Linked DNA regions of Urocitellus parryii: regions 1, 2 and 3 are each linked to region 4. The links are chromatin contacts, called in public Hi-C maps. All regions are on one chromosome and are shown on one strand. Each heading gives the region's core, a stretch centred on a gene start, on an enhancer-like site or on the middle of the called end of the contact. The rest is flanking DNA. Distances are from core to core; before and after follow the strand shown.

What was found. A called contact is a pair of places that touch in the nucleus more often than the background predicts.
Region 1: a Hi-C map of muscle shows a contact between it and region 4, with 4 times the contacts expected there. The contact joins the promoter of Mmachc here to the promoter of Urod in region 4. A contact is called at or near these places in 2 of 2 Hi-C or Micro-C datasets (liver and muscle).
Region 2: a contact with region 4 is called in a Hi-C map of muscle, with 6 times the contacts expected there. The contact joins the promoter of Hpdl here to the promoter of Urod in region 4. A contact is called at or near these places in 2 of 2 Hi-C or Micro-C datasets (liver and muscle).
Region 3: a contact with region 4 is called in a Hi-C map of muscle, with 3 times the contacts expected there. The contact joins the promoter of Akr1a1 here to the promoter of Urod in region 4. A contact is called at or near these places in 2 of 2 Hi-C or Micro-C datasets (liver and muscle).

What each region holds. Positions count from the first base shown.
Region 1 is chr11:29,703,489-29,709,902 of mUroPar1.hap1, forward strand. Mmachc (metabolism of cobalamin associated C) reads left to right here and starts at 4,265. Exons shown (of 4, transcript XM_026397757.2): 1 at 4,265-4,369. The coding sequence starts at 4,289. Ccdc163 (CCDC163 homolog) reads right to left here and starts at 3,758. Exons shown (of 10, transcript XM_026397809.2): 1 at 3,552-3,758; 2 at 3,396-3,429; 3 at 3,049-3,236; 4 at 2,878-2,959; 5 at 2,426-2,618; 6 at 2,246-2,313; 7 at 1,507-1,574; 8 at 1,108-1,208; 9 at 617-744; 10 at 213-375. The coding sequence starts at 3,629. The coding sequence ends at 263.
Region 2 is chr11:29,550,587-29,556,700 of mUroPar1.hap1, forward strand. Hpdl (4-hydroxyphenylpyruvate dioxygenase like) reads left to right here and starts at 1,865. Exons shown (of 2, transcript XM_026397796.2): 1 at 1,865-1,900; 2 at 1,981-3,504. The coding sequence starts at 2,135. The coding sequence ends at 3,250. It overlaps Mutyh (mutY DNA glycosylase), which reads right to left. Exons shown (of 16, transcript XM_026397786.2): 12 at 6,022-6,114; 13 at 5,783-5,919; 14 at 5,549-5,698; 15 at 5,304-5,345; 16 at 4,596-4,768. The coding sequence ends at 4,622.
Region 3 is chr11:29,749,977-29,755,938 of mUroPar1.hap1, forward strand. It overlaps Akr1a1 (aldo-keto reductase family 1 member A1), which reads left to right and starts at 2,569. Exons shown (of 9, transcript XM_026397805.2): 1 at 2,569-2,887.
Region 4 is chr11:29,271,691-29,277,615 of mUroPar1.hap1, forward strand. Urod (uroporphyrinogen decarboxylase) reads left to right here and starts at 4,027. Exons shown (of 10, transcript XM_026397753.2): 1 at 4,027-4,128; 2 at 4,703-4,815; 3 at 4,910-4,989; 4 at 5,062-5,124; 5 at 5,504-5,701; 6 at 5,813-5,925. The coding sequence starts at 4,109. Hectd3 (HECT domain E3 ubiquitin protein ligase 3) reads right to left here and starts at 3,361. Exons shown (of 21, transcript XM_026397795.2): 1 at 2,666-3,361; 2 at 2,328-2,488; 3 at 1,966-2,058; 4 at 1,752-1,887; 5 at 1,355-1,470; 6 at 1,156-1,269; 7 at 923-1,005; 8 at 222-387; 9 at 1-12. The coding sequence starts at 3,034.

The sequences.
Region 1 (6,414 bases), core at 3,015-5,514, 430 kb after region 4:
CAGAGGAAAAGGTAACAGAAAACAACTAACAGAAAGAAGAAAGGGTATTGCTGAGTCTATCCCATGTGGGTACTGATTCACATAAAACACATCAGGGAGAGTTAAACCATTTTATTGAAGTTAGGGGCAGGGACAGACAGTGAGGAGCCTCACTAGAAATGTCAGATACCAACTAGATCAAGAGGGGATTGGCAGGCTGCCCAGAACAAGAGGGGAGGATGGGCAAAAAAAAGCCTTCATCTCACTATTTTCAAAAAAGTCATTACAAGTCACTCAGAAGTATCTTGGGACCCTGAAGGGATAGGTTCGCTTGCTCAAGATTCCCTGAGCATGGAGTTGAGAGACGCTCAGCATCAGGTTGAAAATGATGCTCCTCTGGAGATTCAGGAGAAAGGAAAAGAGAAGAGAAAAACAAATCAGCAAGCATTGTTATGTACACAGAACTAAGTCCTGGGCCTGTCTGATGGAAAGGGACATACAGGACTGATTTGAGATAAAACAGAAGTTGATGGATTCACAAAGAAAAAGGCAGATTTGATTTTACCCAGTGCCAAACATCCAGGCACCCTTCAGATTCAGCCAACCCCAGAAGTAGGATCCCTTCCCTCACCCTTACCTAATTTCCTTAAAAGTTCCCAGTTACTGTTACTGTCTAGAAGACTGACTTCAGAGCTAGCTGAACAAAGAGACTTGGTGAAAGTGAAGGCCAGGGGCAGCTTAGATTGGAAGACATCAAAGGAAGTCCTGGAAAGAAGAATAGAATCAGAGACAGAGGTGACATAATCCTCCCAGCACAGAACTATCCTACTTCCTAAGGCCAGTACTTCATAATCCTCCCCTTTTATTTTTTTTTAAGTTTTTTTTAATACCTTTATTTTATTTACTTATTTTTATTTTTATTTACTTATTTTTATTTTTTTAATTAATTAAAAAAAAAAGGTATCTCACTGCTCTGTATCAAATAAAGAATGCCTTATGGGCTGCAACCCAAAAACTCAGTCTGCCCCCACCAGTCCTGGTCAAATTTAGAATAACTGAACTTGGCCCCAATGCCTGACCTCTGTGAGACAAATCCCCTCCACTGCCACAGCACCCACACCACCTGACCTGAGGAAATTATGCTCCTGCTGGGCATCCTGGGACTCTGTCCTGGCAGCCTCCAGGGTGTGACTCTTGTTCTCCTGGCCACTTTGCAGCTTTTCCAACATCTGCTAGACCATGGGCCCAGTTAGGACCAAACTTTCTCCCTCCAGGAAGAAACCCCTTCCCCACAATTGGCTTCTTTAGCACACTTGGAACCTTCATATAAGCAAGGACAGTTTCTTATAGCAAAGGAATTGGAAAGAAGAGCTCTGGAGAAAGTGGAATCAGCACAGCAAAAAAAAAAAAGAGATAAAGGTGCTGGTAGGAGAGGGTATCCTGGCCTATTTGCAGAATAGGACAAACAGAAAAAAGATGGGGCCTCCACAGGGAAATATGTGGAGATAGGTCTAATATTGGTTCAACCTTCCAGCTGTGGGTTTGAGCCTGCTGCCCCTCAGTCATCTGCTTCAGCAGCAGCTCCTGGTGCTGGCCTGAAGATGAAAGAGAATTTAAGGGGGTAGTCTCCAATTTTTTCCTTCTCCTTGGCTGTCTTATGACCAAACTGGTACTGAAAACTAAGACAAAAAGCATTCTGGTCTAGATGTTAGAAGCTTCCAAGCTGACTGAATAGACAAAACTCACGCCATGATAGGCAATGAACACAACAAAATATTTCGGCATCCATCTATCTTTCTCTCTCTCTCTCTCTCTCTCTCTCTCTCTCTCTCTCTCTCTCTCTCTCTCACTCTCTCTCTCTCTCTCTCTCTCTCCCCTCCCTCTCTCTCTTTCTCTCTCTCTCTCTCCCCTCCCTCCCTCTCTCTCTCTCTCTCTTTCTTTCTTTCTTTTTTTTTTTTTTGGTACCAGGGATTGAACTCAGGGGCACTAGACCTCTGAGCCACATCCCCAGCCCTATTTTGTATTTTATTTAGAGACAGGGTCTCACTGAGTTGCTCAGCACCTCACCGTTGCTGAGGCTGGCTTTGAACTCACAATCCTCCTGTCTCAGCTTCCCAAGCTGCTGGGGTTACAGGTGGGTGCCACCGCACCCAGTGTCAGATTTCTTAATAGGTCAAACAGGTAGAGCTTGATCACTTACTGGGAGAAAAAAAGGCATTCCAAAAAGGGAGACAAGGGAACTTATACCCACAATTTTTTTACTTACTCAGCTGGTTCCGAAGCAACTTCAGTTCCTCTCGCAAAATCTCTGACTCTTTCCACAGTATTTGCTGCCTACAGAAGTAATGGCAGTCATTCTACAGTCAACCAACAGAGCGAGGAGGCAATAAGCCTCCTGGAATACCAAGAGTTCAGAGGACTCAAGAAAGTGAGGCCTATCACTTACTCAGTTTGGAGCTCATGGTGAAAGCCACTGGTAGAACTGTAGTTTCCTGGTATTTTTTTCATTTGGACTTGGGCTTGGGCCTGCTCCCATACCTGATTCCGAAGGCTTTGCAGTTCCCTTCTCAGTCCCTCCAGGTGTTGTTCCAGGAGAAGAACTCGACCTTCTGGGCCCCCCTGCAGCAACCTTAGTGATGCTATTGTGGTACAAATTGAGGGTTAGCTCCTCTGAGAGGTTCACACAGGTCTAGACTCTTCTTGCAAATCATGACACATGTGCACAAACAATAGGTATGCAGCAAAATCATGTGCACACATATACAGCAGTGTGTATGGGGAGCTGGGAGTTTAGCTCAGTGGTAAGAGTCCTTGCCTAACATAGCAAGGGGCCCTGGGTCCAATCCCCAGTGCTGGGGGGAAAAAAATATCTGTGTATATGAAGAATTGAACTGATACCTTCCAGAGCACTGATCTTGGACATCTGTTGCTCTTGCTCTTCCAGCAATCTCTGAACAGTCTTCCTTAGTGCCTTAGTTACCTACCCAGGCAGAAAAGCACATTAACTACTGCATAAAAAACTTTCCCACACAAACACCACATATACACACCTAGGATTCCAAGACTCACCTGAGCCTGAGATTGAACCTCCAATCGGAGAATAGTAACTTCATTCCAGAGAGAGGTTGGGCTATAGGTCTCAGCCCAGTTTAGACTCTCTGGGACAGTGGGGGTCTCTAGAGCCCAAGGCTGTTGAGCTTGGTCTTCTGACTGCGGAGACAAGTGATGAGAGGAAATCCAGGATCCAGCCAGGTCCCCTGGCAAGGGAATAAGGGACAAGGACAGAATCTTTGTGGGATAAGAGAGTTCAGAAAAGCAAAGAGTTGGAATTTGGAAGAAATAGTGATGGTACAGGCACTGGAAGAAGGAAGATCTTGAAAGAGAAAAGGCTGATGAATGAAAGGGGCAATACTTACCTGAGGTGGAGACCCCAAGGGGATACAGCCTCTGCTACAAAAGAAAGAGTTGTACAGGCCAATGAATTTGGTGTAGTCTAATCTGACACCCCCGCCTCCCAAAAGAACAAGAAGAAAGAAGAAGAACAACAATTGGAGCCTCTGGTGCCATCTTACCTTAATGCGGGCCACATGCCCATCAGTTGCACGCAAAAGCATATCAATCTGGTCAGACCAGCTCAGGCTCCTACTCATTTCCAGTGACTGGGGTCTGGTTCCCAGACCACTCTTGCCCTTGCTCTTCCAGCAGGGGATACCCGAGGAACAGCCCAGGAAAGGCAACACCGTTAGATGGAAGGAGGAGAGTGAATATGCAATACTAAGGATAGGGAGGCAATATCAGACCAAGAGTATGGCTCTTGGCAAGAAAGCAGCGTTCTCGGGAAACGGAATACCCTGATACACAGATATCAAGTGGGAGTAGAAGGCTTCAAATCTAGGTCGAAATCCAGGTTCCAGCTCCAGGACCCTGAAGCCATCACGCCAAACCTGTCAGAGACTGTTGCCGCTGCTAGATTCAAACCCTCCAGTAGGCGGAGAATGTTTGGCTTCAGAATGGGCGCCGCTGCACCACGCCTCTAGCCAACTAGCTACCTAAGCGGCCGAATTACGTTTCCGTGAAAGACAAGCGCGTTCACGCCCCAATGTGAAGCTTGTCGGGACATCGAGTTTTTCAGACTCTGAAGCGGTATGCTCCAAGGACCAAACGAACTACGCATCCCGAGATGCATACAATTCTGCCGCTACTGGTCCCAGTAGCTCCTGGGAAATGAAGTCCAAGCTACCTTGAACCTTAACGGCACAATTATTCTTTAGACTCCATTCCCCAGCAAGCTCAGCGTGTAGCGTGCGCTATGGAGCCTCATGTCGCAGAACTGAAGCAGAAGATTGAGGACACGTTGTGTCCTTTTGGCTTCGAGGTTTACCCCTTCCAGGTTGGTTTATCCCTCCTGCGGTTCTAGGAAGAAGTGTAAGATTGGCCTTGGTGGAGTCGGCGTGAGGCCCTAGAACCTTCTTATCCTCCCCAAGTTCCTCCTGCCCGGTGTCCATCTGACGTCTGGGACAGTGTGTCACACGTTTGTCCTTTTACCCCGATATAATGCCGGACTGAAGGATGGGATTCTGTAACCATAATTAACAAGAGAAAACATGTACCCGTGGGTCTGGAATCTCCTTAGAAGCTTCCTAAAGGAGTTAGGAAAGAACATGGCATGGAAGGTTTGCATGATTATAATTTAGATCAGCCAAGGAGGGAAAGGCATTCCCTGGTGTTGAACAAGAAACAATAGGCTGTTTTGTTCTGTCTTCCAACAGAAGGATAATTCATGATGCTACTAACCATTGGTGCTGGATATAGAAATTATGTGCATTCGCCTGGCACAGATGTCTCTCACCCCCGCCTTCCCTTCCCCCACATTTTACATAAGTGTTTTCTTTTTCCTTTATTTATTTTATTTATATATTATATATTTTTATATAATACAGATAGATAGATCGATCCTGGAGATTGAACCCAGGGGCATTCTACCACTGAGCTACATCCCCAGACTTTTTTACATTCTTGTTTTGACACATGGTCTAATTTTCCCAACCTGGCCTTGAATTTGTGATCCTTCTGTCTTGGTCTTCTGAGTTGCTGGGATTACAGGCATCTGTCACCACATGGAGCTACATATAAGTCCATTTTCCTCACATTAGTGCTTGGTGCATTGAGCTTGCTTAAGTCACAATGTTAAAGATACATAAGGTAACTCTGCTTGAGCCATTTGCCTGATGCTTAAGAGGTAACTTACTTCCCACTAATTCCACTGAGAGGTCCACAACAGTGTTGAGGGAAAGATATATAGAGACAGAAAAAAATAGGTTGGGTCTGTCTTGAGAAAGGATTGGCCAGAAAAAAATGAAATTGAGAGGGGCTGGGGATGTGGCTCAAGTGGTAGCGCGCTCGCCTGGCATGCGTGGGGCCCGGGTTCGATCCTCAGCACCACATACAAACAACCATGTTGTGTCCGCCAAAAACTGAAAAATAAATATTAAATAATTTTAAAAAATGAAATTGAGGGCTGGGGATATAGCTCAGTGAAGAGCACTTGCCTACCATGCATAAGGCCCTGGGCTCAATCATAGGTACTGCAAGGAAAAAAAAAAAAAAAAAGAGCTATATATGAACAGATATATTGGAAGGAAGGAGAATTGTGTACATCTAATATACAAACTTGTGTAAAAGCATGGAGGTAGTGTAGTGATGGATGGCATGTGTGGGGGCACAGTAAGAATGCTCTAGCAAACCAGGTAGACCTGGGTAGTGGGGAATATTGTACTGAACAGAGCCAGCTGTAGGCCTGACAACCAACCTAAGCTGTTGCTCACCTTGTCACCCCAACATCCAATCAACCACCAATTCCTTCATCTCCTGAGTCTCCCAAGTCCGTTGTTTTCCATTCCACTGATCTATGCTATAGTCCAAGCCACCATTTCTTATTTGGATTACTCTTAATAGCCTTCTTGCTGTCATCTTGCCTCTACATTGCAGCCAGATCTCACTAAAACTGATGTCATTTTACTCTTCAATCATAACCATCCTCTGTTACAGTTGTGACCTTCTTTACCTTCTTTAACTAGGCACTGTGGTGCACACCTGTAATCCCTGCAATTTGGAATGCTGAGGTAGGAGGATCTCAAGTTCTAGGCCAGCCTCAGCAATTTAACAAGTACCTAAGCAACTTAGCAAGACCCAGTCTCAAAAAATAAAAAGGGCTGAAATTGTAGCTTAGTGGTTAAGCATCCCTGGGTTAAATCCCTGGTATTTAATTAATTTTAAGGACTGGGGGTATAGCTCAGGGGTTAAGCATCCCTGCGTTCAATCCCCAGTACCAAATAAATAAGTCCCTGTCAAAGTCACATGAGATGCCTATACAATGTAATGTATAATTACACAGCATCAGTGAAAATTTATTGAAGGAGTTGGAGGATGGAGCAA
Region 2 (6,114 bases), core at 615-3,114, 280 kb after region 4:
CACCCAGTGCCTTTAAGCAGCATTGACCAGCTTCCAGGTACTCTCCTCCTGTCTACAGTTTTGAACACCCATCCAGGCCTATTTTTCTAAGCCCTGTTCCCTTATGATAGCCTCCTCCTTTAAAAAAAAAAGTTTTTTTTAGTTATAGGTGGACACAATATCTTTATTTTTATGTGGTGCTGAGGATTGAAGCCAGTGCCTCACACATGATAGGCGAGCACTCTGCCTTTTTCTTATTGCCAGTGAATCCCTACAGAGAAGGCTTCCTGAATCTCTTGCAATGCCTCAAACCTTGGTGTTGTAGCTAGAATTAGGCAGTCAGTGTAGATAGGTAAATCGAGTCAGGTAGGATCTAGGAGGCCAATTGTGAGCAAGTCTGGGAAGTTGGAGACTGTCTCCTGAGGGATCTTATCAAGAACCTGCCCCTGCTCCAACTTGTTGCCAAGGTAACCTGTCCCAGGAATTTCCCCACCCTACAGGGAGCTATAAGGTTAATGTGTCCTTGTCTACACCCCCCCTGCCCTTCCCCCTTCAGCCCACCTATTTCCCACCTTTTGGCCTTCCCACCGAGCATTCTTGGGCCTAGTCTCCTCCACTGGAAGGAGAAAGATAAGGGGGGAAAGCAGGAGAACAAAGGAAGTCTAGGACATATAAAAAGGGCAGAATACCTTGCTTCTTGGGATACCAGGATACCAGCTATGGTCCCATTCTCCCTCACAGGAGAAGTCTATGTTACCCCTTTTTAAATAAACCCTGCTTCATATGCTTGCCTCGGCATGCTTCTTTAATGTTCGAACTTCAACATGTGGGGAAGCAGGACTCATCACTGTATTAGTGTCCATACCAAATGCCTCCCCAGTGCTATTTCTCCCGAGTTTAGCTTAATACTCACTGAGCTTTTTGCTTATGCCTTTTGCCCTTCTTGAATGCCCTTCCTTAACCCTTAAAGGGTCATCCAGTTGAGTACCAGATTTTTAATTTCCTCCTTTCACTGATCTCACATAATCCTGGGTCTCAAGGCTAGAACCCCCACTCACCCCCAAAGCATTGGCTCAAGGCCAGTTAGGAAGCTTCAAAGAGCAAAGAGGACTTGATTTCTAGTCCTGACAGGGTGGGGTGCAGCTGTTCTTTTCAGGAACAACAAAATAAACAACAACAACAACAAAGGGTCCCCCTCCCTACAATTCTTGGGACAAGGGAGCAAAAGATGTTGAGAGAAGTAGGCTTGGAGAGATAAATGTAGCTGAGACATGTAGATGGCATATTGGTGGTCCATCTTTTTATATCAATTTTTCTGGACTGTTTAGGGGAATGAAAATCTTCTAAACATTTTAATATTAAAAAAAGAACTTCAGGCTGGGATTGTGGCTCAGCAGTAGAGCGCTGGCCTAGGGGGTGGGGGTTCAATTCTTAGCACTACATAAAAATAAAGGCATTGTGTTGTGTCCATCTACAAAAAAGATTCATATTCTCTCTCTCTCTCTTAAAAAAAAAAAAAAAAAAGAAGAAGAACTTAAAGGATAACCCCTGAATTGTGAAGAAAAGCATGAAACTGCTAAGAAATCACTTGTTTGTGAAGGAAGGATTCAGGATCCTTCACCAACAAGGGCTGTGTCCTTTGCTTTGAGGTCACGGGTAGAGTGTGAATCCAGTTCCTGGCATTAAATGAAGGTGACTATTGTGATTTCCTGGACCCAGGAAGGAGCCTCCAGGCCCAAGAGTGTGACCCCGCCAGAGGCCCTGGGAAGGAGCAGCTCAGTGTCCCCACTGTATCCTAGGCGACAGATCTGGAGGAAGGCGTGTCAAAGGCGGAGTCATAGGCCCTCTTTCGGTCGCGCTCCGCCCAGTACTGGTTCCTCGTGGCCTTACTACTCGTCCTTGCCCGGCGGGTGATCCCCAGGTAGATCCACTTTGGATGGCACTGTAAGGTGAACCGAGCTTCCAAGGCCACCCGGCTTAAATTTTACATTTCTTCCCTAGAAAAGAGCGAGGAACACGATCTCTGGGAAGAACTGGACTCCACCAGTTTCCAACCGGCTCCGGACAACCAACTTGGGACCAAAAGTCTTGGAGTTCCGAACGACAAGGGAGCTGCCTTAGAAGAAGAACCGCCCGGCTGGCCACGAGGCGCGTAATGGCCGTGCACGCCCGCCGCCTGTGTCACATCGCCTTCCAAGTGGCGGCCGGGCAGCCCCTAGCCCGGGATCTGCAGTGCCTCTTTGGCTTCCAGCCCCTGGCGGCGCGGGAGGCAGGTGGCTGGCGGCAACTGGCCCTACGCAGCGGAGACGCCGTCTTTTTGGTGAATGAGGGTGCGGGGCCCGGGGAGCCGCTGTACGGTCTAGACCCACATCATGCTGTGCCCAGCGCCACGAACTTGTGTTTCGATGTGGACGATGCGAGCACCGCTGCCCAAGTGCTGGCGTCCCGGGGCTGTCGTGTGCCGGTGCCCCCAGTTAACGTTCGGGATGCTCAGGGCTCCGCCACCTACGCTGTGGTCAGCTCACCGGCTGGCAACCTCAGCCTGACGTTGCTGGAGCGTGCCGGCTATCACGGGCCCTTCCTACCGGGCTTCCGACCGGTGCCCTCCAAGCCCGATGCAGGTTGGGTCAGCCACGTGGACCACTTGACCTTGGCTTGCACACCCGGCAGCTCCCCAACACTTAGGCGCTGGTTCCAGGACTGCCTGGGCTTTTACCACTTGCCGTTGAACCCAGGGGAGGATCCCGAGCTGGGCCTCGAAGTGGTAGCGGAGTCGGGGAATGGGGGGCTGCGGCTCATGGCCCTGCAGACTCCACCCGGCAGCATTGTCCCCACCCTTGTGCTGGCCGAGTCTCTGCCGGGGGCTACCTATAGACAGGACCAGGTGGAGCAATTTCTGGTTCGGCACAGGGGGCCGGGCCTGCAGCACGTAGGACTGTATACGCCGAACATCATGGAGGCCAGTGAGGGTATGGCTTTGGCCGGAGGCCGCCTCCTGACACCTCCCGAAGCATACTACCAGCAGCCAGGCAAAGAAAAACAGATCCTAGCTGCAGGGCTCATACCTGGCGTTCTGGCCCGACAAGGAATACTGCTAGATGGAGATAAAGGCAAGTTTCTGCTTCAGGTCTTTACCAAGTCCCTCTTTGCTGAGGATACCTTCTTCTTGGAGCTGATTCAGAGGCAAGGGGCCACAGGGTTTGGCCAGGACAACATTCGAGCACTGTGGCAATCCATACAAGAGGAAGCTGCCAGGAGCCAGAAAGCCTGAGGACAGCCAGAGCTAGATGCAGCCACTTTCTTGTAGCCTGAGACACACCCAGAGGAGGCCCAGCTATTGAAATGCAATACCCTCAGAGGCCAGGTGTGCCCTGCTTCTCCTTAGTACCTGCCAGCAGTTAAGTCTCTCACTGGGCTCCAAGAAGTGTTGTTTTTTGTTTGTTTAAGTATAAAACATTTCTTACAATTTAATATCTAATACATTCACAAGATACAAAGAACAATAAAAAAAATTACATGATTAGGTCACAGACATAACTAATACAAGCCTTTGTGTTCTTTTTTTTTTTTTTAATGTGAGTAGGACTAATTTATTTTTTGCAAGATGGGGATTGAACCTAGGACCTTGCACATGCGAGGAACATGCTCTATTACTGAGCTACACTCCCACCCCTTTGTGTTCCCCTATGATCATATTTCCCTCTCTGCCCCAAATTTGTGATTTTTTTTAACCCTTTGCATTTCTGAATTTTCACTATATGTGAAATGCATCCCTAAATAAATGACTTAGTATTTGAGGTAGGTAATTAAGACAAATTCTTCTGTGCTTCCCTTCTCCCTAGGGAGCAACCCATGTAGGTAGAGACAGGCTGGTTCAGGGTTAAGCCCAACCACCTGCTTAGGATAATACCACTGCTCCAATCAAGCTGACCTGAGACCTAGAAAGTGTTGGGTGTCAACTCTTGGCAGGTGCTCCCTGCAGCAGCCATCACTTCCTGGGGAAAGGAGAACAGATTATGTGGACAGAACACACCCTCCTCCCTCTGCCTAAAGCTGTATGGAAGCTCAACCAGTGGGAATCAGGACCCAATACTTCCTGGGTCCCTCAGAGGTGTGGAGTAAAGGGGCTAGGGAGAGGATGCAACTTTTCCAAAATGACTACAAAAATAAGCACTTTAGCTGGACGCAGTGGCACATGCCTGTAATCCCAGCAGCTTGGGAGGCTGAGACAGGATGATCACAGGTTCAAAGCCAGCTTCAGCAATAGCCAGCTGCCCTGAATGCTCCAAGGTCACAGATAGGAACTCCCATAGTCCTGCCAGTAGACCTGAGAGGGAGAGCAGCCAGTTATGGGTCAGGCCTCAGCTGCTGACTCCTTTCTCTACTCCTCCCTGTTGATTGTGCTACTTTGCTCCCAGCATCCAGGTATCTGAGTTAGGCCTCTGCGGGTACCCCCAAGGGTTCTGGGCTGCTCCAGAACCCAGTGAGACCCTGTCTCTAAATAAACTACAAAATAAGGCTGGGGATGTGACTTAGTGATTGAGTGCCCCTCAGTTCAATCCCTAGTACCCCAAAAAATAAAAAAAAAAATAAGCACTTTATTAAACAATAGGACTCTCAGGGATAGGGACTTTCAGAGGCATCACTGGGCTGCACTGTTGAGGCTGGGTGTGTCAGTGGGGATATGAGGCCAAAAGAAACTATCCAGGACTTGCTGGCCCCGGTTGGGCTTTTTCCGGCTGGGCTTTTTCTGGCTGGTTGGAGAAGACAATTGAGACCTTTTGGAACCCTGTGTAGAAGCCAAAAGAGGGAGGTACTGAGGAGAGGACATCATGGAATTCTTTCCAGTATCTCCTCTTTATCAATCTAGCTCAGGTTCTATCCTGATATGTAGAGCTGCCTCCAAATATCTTATCTGCCTAACTCTACAAAAAGCAGCCTGAGGAAATCTTCCTGAGGTACGAATTTGGCTCCTCTCTTCCACCTTAAATGATTTGGCAGCTTGGTTTTTATGCCTTGGCTTACCTGGGCAGGCTCTGCCAACTTCTCCAGCTAACCAAACGTTCATGGCTCCTTGGGCATTGCAGCCTGCATAATGCCCTACCTTTGCACAAACATTTCACACTGTTTTGCCCTCATTACTTTGCTCTTGTCCCCCCACCCTGTACCCAACAACTGTAAAGTCCTCAGATCAAGAACTATTCCTCTGACCCCATGAAAGCCTGGAATGAAGAATGTTCACCCAGACATGAACCAGTAAATGACTGAAAACCCACGGATTCAGATCTGGAGACAGAAGGATGGGTAAGGGCCATGAGACTTACCTTGCAGGTCCCTGGCTGATGGTCCTCATATACACGGAACACCTAGCCAAGAGTAAGGGGTGAGGACAGGGCTGGCATCTTCTCCAAAAGAGCCAAACTTCTATTTTCTGCCCTTGACATTATGCCCCAGTACTTTAGCTTAAAATGTGTGTGTGTGTGTGTATGTGTGTGTGCCTATTTACACAGTAATTGGTTCATATAGACAATGTAGGAAACAAAAGGGGAAATGAAGACAAAGGTAGTACCTTTTTCATGGCGGTGGAAACAGCTGCGGTGTGAAATTCCTCTCGGGTCAGCCATCGAGCACCAGGTGGTGTGGTCACTGGGGTCTGCCCTTCCAGGGCCAGACCATATACTTGATATGTCAGCTTGATATGAGAGAAAGTGTGGCTCACCTGGGAGGAGGATCAGGGGGTTGAAATAGATCTGTGGATGTGGCCACAGAGGTCATCAGTCCTGGTCCCTCCACTTTTACTTACCTCTCCAAGGTACTGGAGGTGGGTAGCAGGGAGAGGCCCAGTCAAACTCTGTAGTTTCTGCAGCAGGTCCTTGTGCTGATGCTGTCCTGAGTGCTCCAAGGTCACGGATGGGAACTCCCATAGTCCTGCCAGCAGACCTGAGAGGGAGGGCAGCCAGGTATGGGTCAGGCCTTAGCTGCTGACTCCTCTCGCTACTCCTCCTTGTTGATTGTGCCACTTTACTCCCAGCATCCGGGTACCTGAGCTAGGCCTCTGTACCAGCAGAATGTGGGTACCCCCAAGGGCTCTGGGCTGCTCCAGAACACAGATGGCCAGGTACTCCTCCCTGGGGG
Region 3 (5,962 bases), core at 1,319-3,818, 480 kb after region 4:
AAGATTTTCTGTGGAGGAGGGGTGCCACTACACTTACTCTTTTTTTCTGAAGCATCTGATTTTATTTTCATTCCTTTGTGTGTGGGGAAGGTATGTTTTGTGGCATTGGGGTAGTTTACCACTGTATCATATTCCCAGTCTTTTTTTACTTTTCATTTTGAGACAGGTTCTCACTAAGTTGCTAAGGGTCTTGATAAATTGTTGATACTGGCCTTGGATTTGTGATCCTGCCTGGTGCTCCAAGTTACTGGGATTACATGAATGCAGTTCCTTTGTGTTTCTTAAAGTTCTTTTGTTTCAAGCAACAAAAAATTTATTATGTCTAACCAAAGAAAATGTGAGTTTTTGGAAGGCTAAAGGAGAACTTGCAGTACCAAAGGGAAGGGAGGGTACATAGAGGAGGACTGCAAGTTCAAAGCCTGCCTCAGCAATTTAGCAAGGCCCTCGAAATTTAGGGAGATCCTGTCTCTAATTAAAAAATAAAAAAGGGCTAGAGATGTGGCTCAGTGGTTAAGTCCCCTGGGTTCAATCCCTGGTACCAATAAATGAACAAATGAACAAAATTTGTTTTGAGACAGGGTCTCATTAAGTTACCCGGGCTGGCCTCCATCTTGAAATCCTCCTGCCTCAGCCTCCTGAGTAGCTGAGATTATAGGGAAGTGTCACTGTCCATGGAAATTTAGCAAAACCCTGTTTCAAAATAAATAGTAAGCTGGGCATGGTGGTACATGACTGCAATCCTGTAATTGAATCCAGGGTGCTCTACCATTAAGCTACCTCTCCAGCCTTTTAATTTTTATTTTGAGACAGGGTTTTGCCAAATTGCTTAGAGTCTTTCTAAACTCCCAAGGCTGGCCTTGAACTTGCAATCCTCCTGATTCAGTCTCTTGAGTAGCTGACATCACAGGTGTGTAGCACCCCATATGACTTTTTTAGTAGCCTCAAGATTTTTACACTGGAGCAACACAGGTCACTGGCTGAGGGGCGGATCTTGTAAAATGGGAGGATGACTATGAAAGAAGTGATGTGTTCGAAAGCAGATGAGTTTTAAAAAACAATACACCTTCAATTTGTCCAAAAAACAAACAAAAGAAAATGAAACAACCAAAAAACAAACAAAAAAATCAAAACAAACAAACAAAAAAAACCAAACTGATGGAGAAGGAATAGGTTGCACTTTGCCTGTAACAATTCCTGTACCAAGAATCAAGAGCAGAAGCCCCAGAGTTGAGGAAGGAGGAGGCTAGGTTACAGCAATGACTCAGCAACTCATCAGACAGCAAGGTCACTATGTATTGCACCTCAGACTTTTAAGAAGTTAGACTAGGGTGAGTGGGAAGTTTAAAAAAACTAGCAGGGGGAAAAATCCACCATCATTTGCAGAAAACAGTGTACATGGTATATGTCTCTTGAGGGAAAGTTTTCTGGGGTAAGATGTATTTAGGGGATCCTGAATTCTGTTACCACAAGTAGGAATTTATGTATTAGGATAGTTGTGATAAGTTGAATGTCTGGTACTGTTGGGGAATAACTGGTCTGGAGAAATGGAGAGGCACCCAGGGAGTAGGGGTGGGAGAGGGGGAAACAAGGAATAACAAAAAAACGCTTCACTTGGACAACACTTCCTATTGCCCACCCTTGCCACATAATAAAACCTAAATACAAGACACCTCTCAGACCAAAGGAACAAAGCCTCTAATCTGTAATTTAATAGCTGTGTGAATATGGGCAAGTTAGAAACAATTTTAACCTTGCTTAGTTTAATTTGTGAAATGAATCATTCACACTTTTCCTCACAGGCTACTGGTAGGTGACATCTGTAACTTCATCTGGACTGTAGTAACATTGCAAACTATCAGAGCTATATGCATTTTAGATTTATGCAATTTGTCTGTATATATGCTATACTACAATATTAAAAGGCTTATACAAAGTAAAAATAAGCTAGGGGCTGTGGCATATGTTGGTAGTTCCAGTTAACTTGGGTGGCTGGGGCAGAAGGATCACTGAGCCAGAAGTGTGAAGCCAACTTACGTGTGAAGCCGACTTGGATAACAGTCTTAAAAAAAAAAAAAAAAAAGAATTCCTGTATCAAGTTGTTTTGAGGATTCAGCAGAATCATACTTCCTGTCTTTAGCACAGTGCCTGGCAGATAAAGTGCCAGGGTTAACGCTTAAAGAGTTAAGGGGCTGGGGCTGTAGCTCAGTGGTAGACAGCTTGCCTAGCACATATGAAGCACTGTGTTCTATCCTCAACAGCATATAAAAATAAATAAAATAAAGGCATGATTATCCGCCTACAACTATAAAAAAAAAAAAAGGGAGAGAGAGGAGAGATCAGGAGAGAGTATGCGGTGTGGCATTCTGGTCAACCTTTGTGGTGTAGCTGCTCCGGGCCTCAGTTTGCCTGAACTAATAACAGGGTCAAATTTGCTGAACTCTGGGAATACTGCCAGGCCAATCCTGCCGAGGGGGGCCAGGGCCGGGCCGCCAAGAGAAGAGGCCCGCGGTGCACTGTGGGCCAGCCAGAGGCACGGCCGGCCCCCAGGACCGCCCACGTGGCCGGAGCGCAGGCAACACTGAGCGTGTTGCTTCCCAAACCCTCGCGGTGGAGGGAGAGTCCGAGTTCCTGCCAGTCAGACTTCCAGCACCCAGTACAGGACACGTACAGCTTCCCAGCTCTGGCCTCCATCCTCCTCAGCAACTTCCCCGGGAAGTGGAGGGCGGATCCACTTTGCGCGTGATCCGGGCTGCCCGGCCTCTGCCCCTCCCTCTGGGCGGAGCTTCCTTTTCACTGCAGACTTAAGCCGAGGCCTTCGGGTCCCTAGAGGGGTGCAGCACCGAGCTCAGGCCACGCTGTTGTGTTCACACTGTGTGCTTGCGCCAAGGTGAGTTTCTCCTGCTGTTGGCCCATCCTTCTTCCGGAGGAGGTAGTCTCGATCCTTCAGGACCTCGGGCCCGCTCCCGGGATTGAGTGGGGAGCCATGAGGTTTAGTTTCGGATTTGAGTTCCTCTTATTCTCTGAGATCTGGAATAACCCCCGTTTCTCTGAACTTCTGTTACCTCGGCGGCAAAATGAGTAGGCATATCAGCATATCGAGAGAATTGAGAAAAAAAATTTTGAAAGCGTCCAGCACATGAAAAATTTAGTTGCCATCTTCTTTTTGTTATTCACCTACAAGGTTTTTTCAGGTGCTCTTGCATTCCTGCGGAGACGCAGGGATGCTTTCTTTGAAGTGGTGGGAAGGGGAACGGGGAACTCCCTTACTTAAGCCCTCGCCTTGTGTCTGGGATAGCTGGAACATGTTCTGTTTCTCCGGAGCCCTGTTAAAGTTAGAATCGGATCTGACCCATCACAGGATGGGCCTATTATTAATTAACTTTTGCGTTCAGACTACCCATACTCAAGGTTGCAGGACCTCTGCAGAAAAGTCTTATCATGCCATCAGGCCTGTTTTTTTTTTTTTTTTTTCTCCATGATAGTGGTAAGGTGCATGCGCGAGGCCCTGGTTTCCATCCCCAGTATCAAAAAATAAAAAAATAAATAAGTAAAATACTTTAATATTCTCCAAAGATGATTCTTTATAGGTTTCTCAAGAAGAAAAGAAGGTGAGGGAGATAGTGACTTCTTTAAATGCCCCACTCCTAACCAAATTCCATTGTCTCCCATTAGCCTCTATTTGTGTAGTAAGGGTGGACAGACGACTCAGGGTTGTGGGGGAAACCATTCTGTAATCTAAAATCTAAAAGATGCTGCTATATGCACACACACAAAAGCAACGATATGTTCAAGTGATTAGTGAATTTCTGGGAGGAGCCAGAAATTAAAGTGCTAGCTAAAGGATGAGCAATAGTTAGCCAGGGTGAGGTTTAGGAAAGGAAAATGTGCAGAGGCCTGGAGTCAGGTAGATGATGCTGATTTTACAGAGGCTGAAATGAAGAGGTAGAGAAATTAGGAAGGTAGGAGCCAGGTTTCTTTCTTTCCTTTTTGGGGGGTTACTGGATATTTAACTCAGAGGTACTTTGCCCCTGAGCCACACCCCCAGCCCTTAATTTTTTGAGTTACTAAGTTGCTTAGTTGTTGAGGCTGGCCTCAGACTTGAGATCCTCCTGCCTGAGCCTCCAGAGTTGCTGGGATTAGGGCATGTGCCACCATTCCTGGTGGGACCCAGGTTTTGAAGAAGTCTGAACTTTATCCCTGGGGGAAGGGGAGAACTGCTGAAGAGTTTGAGTCTGGGAGTCACTTGGTTGGATTTGGTGAATGGGTTGTGGTTAAGGGGCCACGCTGGAAGCAGAGAAATACCTGGATTAGGTAAGGGATGATGGTGATCAGGGTTAGGTCAGTGGGAATGGAGATAGATGTGGATGGACTAGAGAAAGATTTAGGAAGTATACACAAACATATTATAATTTGGGTGGGGTACTAGGAATTGACTCAGGGCCTTGTACATTCTAGGTAACAGCTCTACCACTGAGCTACATTCTCACTCAAAAGTATATATTTTTAAATTTTTCTTTTTATAGACATTAACACGTATATGAAGCAGTACCCAGCTACATGGAAGGCTGGGGTGGGAGGATCAACTTAAGTTCATCAGTTGTAGACTGCCCTGGGCAACATAGTAAGACTCCCATCTTAAAAAAAATAATAATAAATCTTTGGGACTGGAGATACAGCTCAGTGCAAAGGCCTTGCCTGCATGCTTGAGGCCCTGAGTTTGATCCCCAGCACTGCAAAAAAGAAAAGAAATAAAATGCATATGGTATATTGCAGTCTAATAAAAATAAAAAAACAAAAAACAACCTGGGTAAAAGGGTATGTAGATTTCTGTACACTATTTTTTTAATATTATATTTTAGAACACTTATTATCTGTCTTTGTGTGTGTGTGTGTGTGTGTGGTGCTGGGGATTAGAACCCAGGGCCTTGTTCATATGAGCCAAGCACTCTACCAACTGAGCTATATCCCTAGCCCTATTATCTCTTTTTATATTTACAGGTATTAACAGGATTCTTTTAACCCAACCAAGCAGAACAAATCTGGGCTAACCTTACATATTTAAGGTAGTTTTCCAAGCTGGCTTCTTTATATTTATAGATTTTTTTTTTTTTAAAGAGAGAGAAAGAGAGTTTTTTTTTTTTTTAAATGTTTAACCACATTAGTAACCAAAGGAAATATACATTTATTTTTTTTAAGAGAGCGAGAGAGAGAATTTTAATATTTATTTTTTAGTTTTCGGCGGACACAACATCTTTGTTTGTATGTGGTGCTGAGGATTGAACCCGGGCCGCGCACATGCCAGGCAAGCGTGCTACCACTTGAGCCACATCCCCAGCCCTGAGAGAGAATTTTTTAATATTTATTTTTCAGTTTTGGGTGGACACAACATCTTTATGTGGTGCTGAGGATCGAACCTGGCGCCCAGCGCATGCCAGGCGAACACATTACTGCTTGAGCCACATCCCCAGCCCCAAGCTGGTTTCTTTAGAAGTAGAAAAGATGTGCTTCCCTCCTCAACTACCTATCAAAGCCATAACCTGATAATACTTAGAAATGCCTCAAAAGAACTGCAAATACTTTCTGTACATAGCTTTTTTGTTTGCAAATTTGGAGAATGAATCCAGGGCCTCTCACCTGCTAGGCAAGTACTCTAACATTCAGCTTTACTCCTATCCCAACTTTTTCTTATTTTTTATTTTTAAGCAGACTTTAAGGTAATTGTAGATTTATAAGCAGTTGTAAGAAATAATACAGAGAAGGCTGGGGCTATAGCTCAGTTGGTAGAGTGCTTGCCTTGCATGCAGTAAGGCCCTGGGTTTAATCCTCAGCACCGCCAAAAATAAATTAATAAATAAATAATACAGAGAGCCAGGCATGGTGGTGCAGGCCTATAATCCAGTGCCCAGAGGTTTGGGGGGCTGAGACAGGAGGATCAAAAGTTCAAGGCTAGACTCAGAAATTT
Region 4 (5,925 bases), core at 2,777-5,276:
ATCTTGATGAATCTGGGATGGTGGATAAAGATAATGACAGCTAAAGAGAGTTTGGCATAGATGTAAGACTCCCCAACTCTCCACACATTGGGACTGAAGGTAGGGTCAGGAGCTGCTCTGACTTTTAGCGCAGAACAGCTTACACTGAGGCCTGATCCACACAGACACACAAAGCTGAAGGAAGGGGGAAGGGAATGGCCTGCAGGCCCAGGACCAGTCACCTCTGCAGGAGGACAGCTCTACGGTACAGTACTTCTGGATCAGTGCCTTCTAGGCGTGGATATCGCACCAGACTGGCTGGCTGGAAGAGGTCTGCATTCAACCCTAGTTCCCGCTGTCTTGATGACTTGATCTTGACCCCTCGAAGACGAACATCGATGCCATCATCTGGGCAAGGGATCAGAGTGAGGTCATTTACTGAACTTGCTGCCTTCTTGGCCCTGAGATCAGGGAATGGCTCCTTAATGCTCAGCCTTTTGTCATCCTATGACTTGGAACCTTAGGGATCCTATTCTATCACCTGGTTCTTCGCTAGCACCTCTATAATGCTGGCATGCTTGAATGTCTCAAATTCTCTTCTAGGTGAGTCCAACCACTCCTATGGTTTTAAGGCCATAGGTTTATATGACACCTCTCACTTGGCTCTGGCCCCACACCTTCAAATCCTGGAGTTAGTCCAGCCATCATCTCATCCCTCTTCATCTTCCAGGCCCATCCCTTTCTCTCCACACTGTCAGCTTGCCCACATCTACACCCAGGGGCTTCTTTTCCTTTTTTTTTTTTACACATTAAAAAAAATTGGTGCATTATAATTATACGTAATAGTGGGATTTGTAACATATTTGTACATATACATGATATAATGATATAATTTGGTCAATATTGTTCCCCAGTTCCTTTCTCTTATAGTCTTTAGACCCACCTCGGCACTCCACAATGCGGATCTCGATGATTGGCAAGTGGACTGTCATGTCCTCCAAGACGCAGACATCCCCAATTAGGGTCCTGAGGAGATGGGTGTGAGGCACTTCAGACAGTCCATGCCTCAGGCCTTTAGGGATTGCTGGGATCCCACCCAAGTTTAAGCATCCAAGCTGGACCAGGTCCCATTGCTAAGATCACATCCCACCTCCTACCCCAGGCTGGCCTGCTCACTCGTCAATGCTCACGTCACTCAACTTCTTCAGGTTGTCCCCTTCGCCCCCATAGACTACCACTCGCTTAGGCATAAAGTTGTCATCTGTGGTATCCACTGTGAGTAGCAGCTTCCTACGGGGTCAGAGTGTGCACTGAGTCTCTATGCACCCACAGGTACATGAGTCACCCAACCCAGGTCTGCTCAGAGCCTACTCACTTGACAATGGTGCCCTTCTTCATAGTAAGCCGTACCCAGTGCTGGCACTGGGACCCATCACTCTCCCAGTAAGTATCTGCATTGCTGTCCGTCAGGCAGGACACATTGAATTCCTCCTAAGGAGAGACAGAGTGGTGGGGTCAGCTGTTACCCTCACTTCTGCTTTGGGACAGGGAGCAGAAGACAGAAAGCATAGTGAAGATGGGATAAAAGGGCAACTGATATGGGGTAAAGGTGTGATTAGGGTAAGGTAGGAGGGAGTCTAGGGGTTCCTATAGGACTTCCAAGATGGGGAGCTGGACTGAGTGTGGCCCTGGTTTGGAGGTGGGAAATCTGGATCTAACCTTGAGGGATGCGACTGTATTTTGCCTCAAGAGGGAGGAGTCCCAGCACCCACCGTGTAGGAGGACACGTCTATGCTCTCCACATACTGCTTCACGCTACCCAGGTTCTCATCCTCCTTGCCCAGGTGGTCATACAAGAAGTGGATCAGGTCCTCGTCGCACTCGTAGGTCCATGTTGGGGGCACATAGCTAAGCAACCCCAAGCCCCTAATTAGGCTGGGCCCAGACTTGGAGCTCCCTCCTCCCCATCTGGTACATCTCACTCACAGTAGCCTTTGTACAGCTTCTGTGTATGCCTCCGCTGGTTGAGGCCTTGATCCGAGGCGATGTGAGTATGTCAGGTCCACCACCTGTTCCCATCTGTGGGTACACAGTTGAGGGTGGGTGGGTGAGAAGGCATGAGTGGACAGCAGGATATCTCCAGAAGGATCTGGAACCTTCTCCAGAGCTCTAGCTCCTTGCCTCCATAAGCTCTATGCCAACTCCCTCAGGTCCTGTTCCTTTCTGCTCTTAATGCTACCTCCATTTCAAAATCCTCCCCCGCCAATCCCCACCCTGGATGTGTTGGTGGTGCCAGTCCCTCATTGCCCGATATCCGATAGCAAGCCCTGCCCCTTCAAGTGCAGGACCTGAGCACTGGTCGGTAGTCCACGCCAAAGAGCTGCTGCTGCCGCTGGAGGTGGTCAGGAGTGTCGATGGGTACAAGGCGGGCCCCGCCCTCCGCTGGGCGGCATACCAGCAGCCAGCCTTCGTCCAGTCCGCAGTCACCCAGGTGTTCCGCCAGCTGCTCCTGCAGGGACCGCCAGATGGGGACAGCCATCAGGGAACTGCTCAGCTGCTCGCCCTGCCCAGCCCAGGGTAAAGGGCGCCGAATACAGTGTCAGCTCAATATAGGGCAGGAAAGGGGAACGGAGTCGTTTCCGGACGCGGAGATCTTTTGAGGAGCCTCGGGTAGGCCAGAGCTTACCTTGGTCAGTTTTACCCAGAGACCATGGCCGTTGCATAGCTCCTCGCCCGTGGTGCGCACGCAGGCGCCGCGCCGAAGTTCGATGCTGTCACGGGCTGCGCGAAGGGGCCCAGAGGCGGTTCCAGGGGCTGGGCCCGAGGCACCCACACGCAGCCCTAGGCCCTCTGCCTCCCACACCGGCAGCATCACGCGCGACGGTCCTGCCGGGTCCTTGTAAAGCTTGTACAGCACCTCTCGCGGCACGAAAGCCAGCGCTGCCGGCAGCGGTCGCCCGGCGCGGAGGCTCCGTGCTGCCTCCGCCAAGAAGCGCACGCGACCGAGCAGCTGCCTTGGGGACTCTAGCGCCGCGCCCGGGCCAGGGCCTGCCATGGTGAACTAGCTGAGGGACACTAGGAGTAATTCTGCCCTGGGAGTACCAGCCGCGACCACAGCAGAGCTTCCCACCACGCCCTGTTCCGCCTTCGGCCAACCTTCGCCGTATGTTCTAGACTAAGCGCATCCTACACTTTTGCTGTATAATCCTGAGTACTCCGATGGTCAATGCAATTACACGTACATCTGTGTCCTCCCAGGAACCCAGCCAGCCAGACCCAAGATTAGTGGTTTCTACCTGACCAATTTCCCTCTCTCCATTCCTATCGCTACTATCATTTTATCTCCAATGCTCCTACCCTCTTTCAAGTCACTGCCCTATCTATCCTGTATCATTACAATAGCCTTTCTCCCCACGCAGCTTCCTTTTTTTTCCCGTTTTTTTTTTTTTTTTTGTACTGAGGATTGAACCCAGGGGTGCTCAACCACTGAGCCACATCCCCAGACCTTTTACATATTTTATTTAGAGACAGGATCTAAGTTGATAAGTGCCTCACTAAATTGCTGAGGCTGGTTTTGAGCTCTCAATCTTCCTGCCTCAGCCTCCTGAGCCGCTGGAATTACAGGCATGCGCCTGGTGTAATTAACATATTGGGAGAATCGTGCCTTCCCTGACCACTGACAGGAGGCTTAAATCATTCCGGATCGATTGCAACTCCTAATCCCAGGATATTTACAATCATTTTCTATTTAATATGACTGCCAATTTCCGTTTCCCCATCAGACTGGAAGAGCAGTTTGTTCTTAAAAGCAGGGGCTGTGTTGCTCAGCGCGCTAACCTTAGAGGTCACCACAGGAGAACAAATTCCTCACCCTACCTGAAAAAGTAATTTCAATGGAGTTCTTTTGGGCTTTTATTGTTGCGTCGCTACAATGGGCTTTACGGTGAAAGTGATTGGGGTCCTCCAGGCAGCAGCCAGGGCAGCCCTAGAGCTGTCAGTGGAGTCCGATCACGTGGTTTTCAACATGGCGAACCCCTTGGTTTACTTCAGGAAGGGGCGGAGCTTAGACTGGGGGCCGGCTCAAATTCATGTGTGTGTTGATTCTGCGCGCAGTTACTGAGAGTTTACCATGGAAGCGAACGGTTTGGGGTGAGTTCTCCGCAAAGCGGGGTGGCTAGCGAGACTTGGTTTCTGAGTTTTCCAAGTCAGTTATCTGTCCCTATACCCTCATATTCCTGGAGTTCTCCCATTGTGGACTCCAGTCGCTGGGATCCCGAATGCTCCCAACTACGGGATTTCTGAGACCTTCATTTCAGGGACCGTTTTATGGACTGCGTCCTCCAGACATTCTCTTTGGGAATGCCCCAGAACTTCTAACTAGGATATCTATTCTGGGACCATCTATTCTGCTCCTTTTTTGACTATTTTCCAGCCTGGAGATTCATTAGTCTAGTGACCATTTCCCTCAAAACTATTCTTACTGGGCTTTTAGAGCTTGGGAGAGCTGGGGGTACGTGTAGGAAAGCGGCCCCAGCGCGGGCCCTTGAGTCTGTACCACCTGATAGGCAGAGAGGAGGCCTAATGCGCGGGGAGCCACAGTTTGCTAGCTGGTCTGGAGGAGGTAGATAGCAGTGCCCGATTGAATCGACTTTAAGAACCCTTGCTTTCACCATCCACCGGCTTAGCGTATTGATTCCTTCCCCCAACCCCATCTGATCACTAGATCTCAGAATTTTCCGGAGCTGAAGAATGACACGTTCCTTCGAGCAGCCTGGGGAGAGGAAACAGACTACACTCCTGTTTGGTGCATGCGGCAGGCAGGCCGCTACTTACCAGGTCAGGGTCAGGGCCCAGAATTCTAGATAACTGGGGAGGCAGGGGAGGATTCTGGAGGCCTGAAAGTTTAGGTCTGTCTTCCTTCTCTCGGCAGAATTTAGGGAAACCAGGGCTACCCAGGACTTTTTCAGCACCTGTCGCTCTCCTGAGGCCTGTTGTGAACTGACTCTGCAGGTGAGGGGTCCACAGAGGGAGGTATTTATGCCCTCAGCTTGCCACCTAGCAACTCGTTTCCATTCCCTACAGCCACTGCGTCGGTTCCCTCTGGATGCTGCCATCATCTTCTCCGACATCCTTGTTGTACCCCAGGTACCCACTTAAACCCGATTCTGAAATGTGTTAAAAAAAAAAAAAAGAAAGAAAGGAAGGAAGAAAAGGATTCCTTGGAAATCTTATTAGTCCTGCCAAGATTCAAGATAAGTACATATCATAGCTGGATAGAGGGAAAAATTAAGACTGAAAGAGATCAGTTTAGCTGAGTTTTATTCTCCATTTCCTTTCCTATTGGTATGGGCTGAACAGAACAGACTTTTTGAGACAAGGTCTCAATAAGCTGCTGAGAGCCTCACTAAATTGCTGAGGCTGGCCTTGAACTTGTGATCCTCCTATCTCAGCCTCCCAAGTCTTTGGAATTACAGGTATACTTTGCTGCACCTGGCTGGGATCCAGTTGTTTTATCCCCCTCCAGGCATTGGGCATGGAGGTGACCATGGTACCTGGCAAAGGACCCAGCTTCCCAGAGCCATTAAGAGAAGAGCGGGACCTAGAACGTCTACGTGATCCAGAAGTAGTGACCTCTGAGCTGGGCTATGTGTTCCAAGCTATCACACTTACCCGACAACAGCTGGCTGGGCGTGTGCCACTGATTGGCTTTGCTGGTGCCCCGGTAACATGGGAAAAGCAGGGGATTGGGGCATGACTCTGGCATATCTGGTGTAGATAGGGAAGGAAGTGTCAGTGTGGCTTCTGTACTGTGACATCTTTGATCCTTCTGCAGTGGACCCTGATGACATACATGGTTGAAGGTGGCAGCTCAAGTACTATGGCTCAGTCTAAGCGCTGGCTCTACCAAAGACCTCAGGCCAGTCACCAGCTGCTTCGTATCCTCAC